Regions from separate parts of the Pan troglodytes genome. Here region 2 is linked to region 1. The links are chromatin contacts, called in public HiChIP or PLAC-seq maps. All regions are on one chromosome and are shown on one strand. The core of a region is the stretch at or near the end of the contact, and the rest is flanking DNA. Distances in the headings are between cores, read along the strand shown.

The links. HiChIP or PLAC-seq counts read pairs in DNA pulled down with a chosen protein or histone mark.
Region 2: a contact with region 1 is called in an H3K4me3 HiChIP or PLAC-seq map of stem cell-derived excitatory neurons, with 4 times the contacts expected there. The contact joins the promoter of DDX23 here to the promoter of DDN in region 1. A contact is called at or near these places in 1 of 7 Hi-C or Micro-C datasets (stem cell-derived neural progenitor cells) and 1 of 1 datasets of contacts at active chromatin or transcription factors (stem cell-derived excitatory neurons).

What each region holds. Positions count from the first base shown.
Region 1 is chr10:46,867,900-46,871,766 of NHGRI_mPanTro3-v2.0_pri, forward strand. DDN (dendrin) reads left to right here and starts at 2,558. Exons shown (of 2, transcript XM_003313727.7): 1 at 2,558-2,854; 2 at 3,267-3,867. The coding sequence starts at 2,646. LOC107967523 (a long non-coding RNA gene) reads right to left here and starts at 3,376. Exons shown (of 2, transcript XR_001708000.4): 1 at 3,243-3,376.
Region 2 is chr10:47,014,007-47,017,705 of NHGRI_mPanTro3-v2.0_pri, forward strand. It overlaps DDX23 (DEAD-box helicase 23), which reads left to right and starts at 1,622. Exons shown (of 17, transcript XM_509035.8): 1 at 1,622-1,782.

The sequences.
Region 1 (3,867 bases), core at 1,308-3,807:
TCTCCTGCCTCAGCCTCCTGAGTAGCTGGGACTACAGGCGTGCGCCACCACACCCAGCTAATTTTTGTATTTTTTAGTAAAGACAGAGTTTCACCCATATTGGCCAGGCTGGTCTCGAACTCCTGACCTTGTGATCTACCTGCCTCAGCCTCCCAAAGTGCTGGGATTACAGGCATGAGCCACCGCACCCGGCCGGCACTATCTTTAAACCTACAAATCCCTTGCCTCTTCCAAGGTGAGAATGAGCTGGATGGTGGGAGAACAGCAGGGCAGTGGTCACTCCATCAGATCCATTCCCTGTATTGAAAGCATGTAGACCCAAACAGCAGTCAGCACCCAACATCAGAAGAACTGCTAGACTGGAGTATGAGCTAAATTTGGGTGCCAGCTCACCCCAGCCTTGCAGGTATGATACAGTTTCCCATCCAAGCCAGGAGCAATTTCGGAGTCATTCCTTGCCCCTGCCCCACAGTGCCTAACCCCTCTGATAACCCTCCAGCCAGGGCATACTGGGTTCTCCTGATGGAACACAGGGAAACGCATCAAGGCCCTCATCAGATTCGACCTGAGGAAGCTTATTTTAAAAAAAAGAAGGTGGCCCTCATCAGAGCTCAGCTTTCAGTGTTGCATCATGGCTGTGGAGGAGCCCCTGCTTCTGCCTTCACCCCTTTACAGCTCTCACAGCACATTCTCAACCTTGGGGGAGGAAGGCTTCCAAGTTATTAGAATTAGAGTATGTTTATGTGTCAGGAGGGTAAGCACATGGTGGAAAGGACAGATGGCCCCTTATGTCACATTCCCTCATTAAGGAAGATTTGCCTAGGGAGGAGGCAAGGGCTTTAAAAAGCCTCAGGACTCTAGTAGGACCTAGGGTGGAAGGAAGCATCTTCGAGTCAAGTCATCAGTGCAGCTGGCAGGTGTGTGGAATCAAGGAGGGTAGGGTGGATGGGACGGGATGTTTGCGTTCTCTCTAAAGGTTTGTGTTAGGGAGCAGAGGCCTGGTTTTGTTGAGTTGTTTCTCAGTCTGTCAGTCTCTGCCCCACAACCTTTCTGGTTGTTCCCCTTCCCCTTAAAAGGAAGGGTCTGGACCCAAAGGGCTCCATGTACATTAGCGGAAAACTAATTGGGAACTCTTGCTTCTCCCATTTCCCTCTAAAACCCAACCTATCCGTCTCAGTGTGAGGACGAAGCTGAGGGAGAGACAAGGGATGAAATTTGGGAGACTCACAAGCTTCTATTCTTACTATTCCTCTCCAGAGAGGCAAATTATCCCTTCTTCCCGAGGAACCATGCCCCACACACTCTCTTTCCCCTCTCTCTGCACTGCTCCCCTCCACTGAAGCTGCTGCCATGGTTGCCAGGCATGGTTGCTAAGTCTCTGCATGGAAGGGTTGGCGTGGGCTGTGCTGCCACTAACATTACCATGGTGAATCAGGGGACACCTGGTATAAGCTTAGGAGGAGGGATCATGTGGATATAAGCAACAGCCCCCCAGGACAGAGGCAGCCCAAAAGGTGAGCATCTGGAGCACCACTTAAGGTGGGGGCTGAGTGAACTAGGCATTGTGGTGGTGGTGAGGGGGAGTTCTACATTGAAAAAAATAAAGGCCACTTTTATCATTTCAGTTGCTAGGGGATTAGTTTTGCCAAGCAAACACATCATTTCTCCTCCATCCCCCTCTGGAAGGGTGAGAGTGCATAAGCACTTACTCTGTCCTCCATAAAGCTGGGCAGGCTGTGTGGGCACAGAACAATATAACCCCCAAATCCTGGCTTCTGGATTGGAGGTGAAAGCCTGCTGCTGTGGGAGGGCTCCCTGGCTGCCCAAGGACAAACATGTAGAATGGAACTGGTAGGGCAGCTTGGGTGGCCAAGGCAGACGCCTGTGTCCTGCTGTACCAGCAGTCCTAGGTTGCAGCACTGAGCTGACAAGGAGATACGGGTGTAGGGGTCACCCTTTTTGAGCTTAGGGAAGGCAGCTCTCCCTCAGAGTCGCACAAAAGCTTGGTAAAAGCCACCGCCTCCTCTCTCCACCGCATGGGAGCTGGTTACTCATCTCATCTCTGCACCCGAACAGCCACTGCCGCTAAAAATAGCCCCCCAGCCGTGGGCCAGCCCCTCCTGCACCCCAGCCCCATGGAAACCAGCAGAGTGGCAGGCAGAGACCTTGAGTTCCAATCTCATCACTCTATGTTGGGGAAACTGAAATCTGAGGCAGGAAGCCAGGGGCAGAACCCTGGTGGTCAGGCAACCTGACAAGCAGGAGAGTAAAGGGTTAAAACGGCAGGAAGGTTGAAGAAATAGGGGCGGGGGAGGGGGCACTGTCAGCTTGGCAAGAATCATAAGTCCCTCCCCCGCCCACTCGTGCGATCCCATCAGGCTTGGGGGACAACAGCAGTGGGAAGGGGCGTCCAATCCCGGGCCCCAGGGGGCGGCCGTGCACATGGGGGAGGTAGCAGCGCGGAGCAGTCCGCGCGGTGTCACATGCGCGCGCACACACAGAGACAGGCACACACACGTGTGCCCGGGTATATATAGTTCCCAGTCCCCGGGCCCGCGGCTCTGCAGTGGGCGCCGGCTCCCTGGGCTGGGAGGGGGCTCCTGGGGCGGGTGGGAGGGTGGGGGGCCGGGGTGGGGTGGGGCAGGATGCTGGATGGCCCACTGTTCTCCGAGGGGCCTGACAGCCCCCGGGAGCTCCAGGATGAGGAGTCTGGCAGCTGCCTCTGGGTGCAGAAGTCCAAGCTATTGGTGATAGAAGTGAAGACTATTTCCTGTCATTATAGTCGCCGCGCCCCTTCTCGACAGCCCATGGACTTCCAGGCCAGCCACTGGGCTCGCGGGTTCCAGAACCGCACGTGAGTGAAGCAGGGGTGAGGGGAAGAGAGTGGTGGGGCGGGGAGTGGGGTCCGGACCTCCCCGCAGGCACCAGCGAGCACTGCTGGTCCCCCTTCTCTTTCCCACGTCTTCCACCCCTGCCCGCTCCCGAGGGCTGGGGCCTGACTCATCCCGTTGTTTGGGGGAACAGAAGTGGGTGTGAGAAAGGGCAGGAGGTGAGATGGGGCAGACGCTGTTAAAGTGTGCATGGAGAGATGGCGAGGAGTCCCGCTTCGACTTCAGTCCTAACATATACGCACGTGCACACGCGCACACACTCACACACACCCCTTCACATGGCTGCCCCAAGTGGTCTCCAGTGCTCCCAGCTCCCCGGACCTCGGCTCCCTTCCCCCACAAACTGCTCACCTGGGTTCCTGCTCATTGTCCCAGGTGTGGGCCGCGCCCGGGATCCCCACAGCCGCCGCCCCGCCGGCCCTGGGCCTCCAGGGTGCTGCAGGAGGCGACCAACTGGCGGGCGGGGCCCCTGGCCGAGGTCCGAGCTCGGGAGCAAGAGAAAAGGAAAGCGGCGTCGCAGGAGCGGGAGGCCAAGGAGACCGAGCGAAAAAGGCGCAAGGCTGGTGGGGCCCGACGGAGCCCCCCGGGTCGGCCCCGCCCGGAGCCCCGCAACGCCCCTCGGGTGGCCCAGCTGGCAGGGCTCCCTGCTCCCTTGCGGCCGGAGCGCCTGGCGCCTGTGGGGCGAGCGCCCCGTCCATCCGCGCAGCCGCAGAGCGACCCAGGGTCGGCGTGGGCGGGGCCCTGGGGAGGTCGGCGGCCCGGGCCCCCAAGCTACGAGGCTCACCTGCTGCTGAGAGGTTCTGCCGGGACGGCCCCACGACGCCGCTGGGACCGGCCGCCACCCTATGTGGCTCCACCTTCTTACGAAGGCCCCCATAGGACCTTGGGGACTAAGAGAGGCCCCGGGAACTCCCAGGTGCCCGCTTCATCAGCCCCAGCTGCGACTCCAGCCAGGACAGAGGGAGGGCGCACAAAG
Region 2 (3,699 bases), core at 372-2,871, 150 kb after region 1:
CGGGGCGGCTGGCCGGGCGGGGGGCTGACCCCCCCCCACCTCCCTCCCGGACGGGGCGGCTAGCTGGGCGGGGGGCTGGCCCCCCCACCTCCCTCCCGGACGGGGCGGCTGGCCGGGCAGAGGGGCTCCTCACTTCCCAGTAGGGGCGGCCAGGCAGAGGCGCCCCTCAACCTGGCCCATTCTTTTAACTATGTGGCCTTCGAAGGCATAATTACTCTTTCTGGGCCACAATCTCCTTACCAGTAAAATGGAGATAGCACTCATCTCATACTGCTATGAGAACTAAGTAAAACAAATAAGGTAGGTTAAGTGTCCAGCCCAGAGCTGAGCACTTAGAAGATTCTCAATAAAAAGTGGCTGCAGTTTTTGAAGATTCTGGCCTACCATGGTTGGTCTGATTCTTAGTTTAATCTGTGAATCTGTGAGTCGAGCGCCCTCTCGTGCTTTTGTGGTGAATTACACCTAACAGATCTCAGAGCTCTCTTCTTTCCCTTCCGTTCTCTCTGGAGTAGAAGCTGGGAGGTGAAAGGCTGCAGGTTCTAAGAGAAGTGTGTGTCTCCGAGGGTTACTTTGGGCCATTGTACGTGATGCTCAGGGCTTTAGGATTACTTGGGTCTATCCTGAGGCTCTGCTTGAGAGCTTGGGCATATTCAGAGAGAAAAGGCAGACCTACAGCCATGTGGAATTGAAGCAACAAACCTGCTGCTGGCAAAATGGGAAGGGAGGTCCGAGATACTTCTGGTTATCTAAACCGTTTCCGCAACTGCAATGTTTTGTTTTGTTTTGAGGGAAAGAGTTATGAACCCATAAGACCAAAGAGAAACACAAAGTGAACTTACGATTTGAGGTTAAAACAACAACAAACAACAACAACAACAACAACAGCAACAACAAAACTCAGTGGAAGACTGAAGTAGGGGAATCTGGGGGAAGAAAGAAGCAAAAATACCAAGATAGCTCAACAATTGGTCACATTCCAAAGGGCAAGAAATTGAGGAAACCAGGGTTCCATCTGGAATGTTGAGAAAACAGGTGCTAGAGCCCAGGAGATACCATCCTTCCGGGAGGACTTTAGAGCCCATTGTGTGGGCTCATTTGGAGCTGTAACAATAACTGGGGGTTGTTATGGCATTCACCCGGCTGCAGGGGCCAAGGTTGCTAAAACGTCCTCCTAAGCCTGGGATAGTTCCACACACAATGGAGAACTGCATCACCCTCCTTGTGAAGCTACTCCGGTAACCTAATCTTTAATTTGTCCAACTGTAAAATGGGGCTAGCCCCATTCTCACAGAATTGTTATAAAAACCGCTTTTCCACGAATGGTATTTATTGTTGTTACTGCGGTTGTTAGCTATAATTACGTACTATAGATATCTCAGGAAGCCCTTAAATTCCTCCACTGTAAGCCACGGGCAACGACAGTCATAGACTGTAGTTTCTAGGAAGACCAGCCGATTCCAAGAAGGGTGCTCGGCGGGAGAACCTAATGCCGAAAGCCTATTGGCGAAAAACTCTTCCTTCCCGGACGCTAACGTCTGGCAAACCACATTGCCCGGCAGACCCCGCAGCCTGGGGCCGGCGCTCAAGTCATGCATTCTGGGATTGGTAGTTTCCAGGCCTCAGTGTCGGCCTGTGTCGCCCAGCTCCAGGAACTCGCCTTCCCAGCTTGCCTCGCGGCCTGGGCGGGGGGGGGTGGGTGTTCATCTCCGCGACCAGGAAACGGGAAAGATGGCGACGGCTCCGCGACGTTGAGGCCGCGTTGGGCGGTTCAGACTCAGGGTGGTGAGTTCCGGGCGGTGGAGGCGGTTCCCACGAGCTTACAGAAAGGGCTAGAGTCAGGGCACGGCGGTGGCCCCTGCCTCCTGGACGAGGCGGGAAAGAACGCCTCAGAGAAGGGGCATGAACCCGGGAAGCTCGGGCGGGCTGGAGTGAAGGGGCGCGGGCCCCAGGGGTAGTGTTGGCTCCTCCGGGCACAGGCCACGTCCCTGCACGATATTTTCCTCCCAGGACTCTGCCTATGGGCACAGCGCCTCTGATACCCCCAGTCTGATCTTATTCTTTCATGCTTAAAGTAGCCTTTGGTGCAGCCAAACTGGAACTCTGGCTTTTCTCTCGCAGTCAGTCCATGTTTTCCCGCCTCTGCGCCGCCCGTATTATTTCTTTTGCCGGGAATGACTTCTTTTCCGCGTCCTTAATTACATATCTTAAAATTCTACTTAAAGGCTCAAGCGTCACTTCCTCTTCCAAGCCTTCCACATCACCTTTTACAAGTGAAAGGAAACGCCTTTGAACACCTGTATTACTACATCTGAGCCTTGATACTCTTCTTGGTATGTGTCTCATACCCCCTATTGTTCTTTTTTTTCTTTTGGTTTTTTTTTTTTTTTTTTTTTTTGAGACGGAGTCTCGCTCTGTCGCCTAGGCTGGAGTGCAATGGCACGATCTCGGCTCTCTGCAACCTCCGCCTCCCGGGTTCAAGCGATTCTCCTGTCTCAGCCTCCCGAGTAGCTGTGATTACAGGCGCACGCCGCCACGCCCGGCTAATTTTTTGTATTTTTAGTAGAGACGGGGTTTCACCGTGTTCCCCAGGCTGGTCTCGAACTCCTGAGCTCAGGCAACCCACCTGCCTCGGCCTCTTAAAGTGTTAGGATTACATGCGTGAGCCACCGCGTCCGACCTCATAACCCTGTTGTTCTAAACACTTCCTGTGAACAGAATTTATTTTTGTAACTCATATAGCACCTAGCACTGTGCCTTGCGTACAGTAGATGCTTGTTAAATACGTCATTGAATGAAAAAAAAGAATGTGCCCCTGCCCTGCAAGAACTGAGGACCTGAAGATCTGGAGGTTTGAGAGGAAGGCCGCTGGGAAGCATGGCCAGAGTCAGCCTGGTTATTTTGCCCTTGTGATAATAGAACCTGTAATAAAAGTTGCCTGTATTTACTGTCTTCTCTCATTTTTCATTCTCTTCCAAACTCATTCCACTCAGGCTTCCATTCCGGCAATGCCACTGAAACAGCTCTTGTCAAGGTCACCAATAATCTCCATTTTTTCAAATTCAGTGGTTACTTACCTGTCCCTTATTCCCTCTCCACTTCGGTGGTACTTGACACAGTTGACCCCTCCCTCCTTGAAACATATTTTTGGCTTCTTCGTTGCTATGCTTTTCTTTGTCTTTTCTCACTGGCTGCTAGTTCTTTTCAGTCTTTTTCTCTGATTCATCCCGTGGCTAACTCCTGTTAAAGTGTTCCAGAGCTCAATTCTGGAGCTTCTTCTCTATTTTTTTCTTTCACTATGCTGCCTACTTAGGTAATATCATTTAGTGTCCCATGGCTTTAAAAGCTATCTGTGTATTGGTGACTCAAGTTTTTGTCTACAGACCCTCTCCCCTAAGTTCAGATTTGCATTTCTCTTTGCCTTCTGGGAATCTCCACAGATATTCTCACACTCAACCTGGCCAAAATGAAACGTTTGATTTCCTCTTAAATCTGTTCGTTCCCTAGCCTTCTCCAGTTTGTTTGCTATGGCACCACAAACTATTAGGTTGCTGAAACTATAAATTTAGGAGCTATCTTTGTGTCTGCTCTTTCTGCTTCTTCCTTAGTAAGTCCTGTTAGCTTTGCCTCCAAAATATACTCTGACGCTGCCTACTTCTTTCCATCTCCATCGCCACGTTCCTAGAACAAGCCACTGCCATC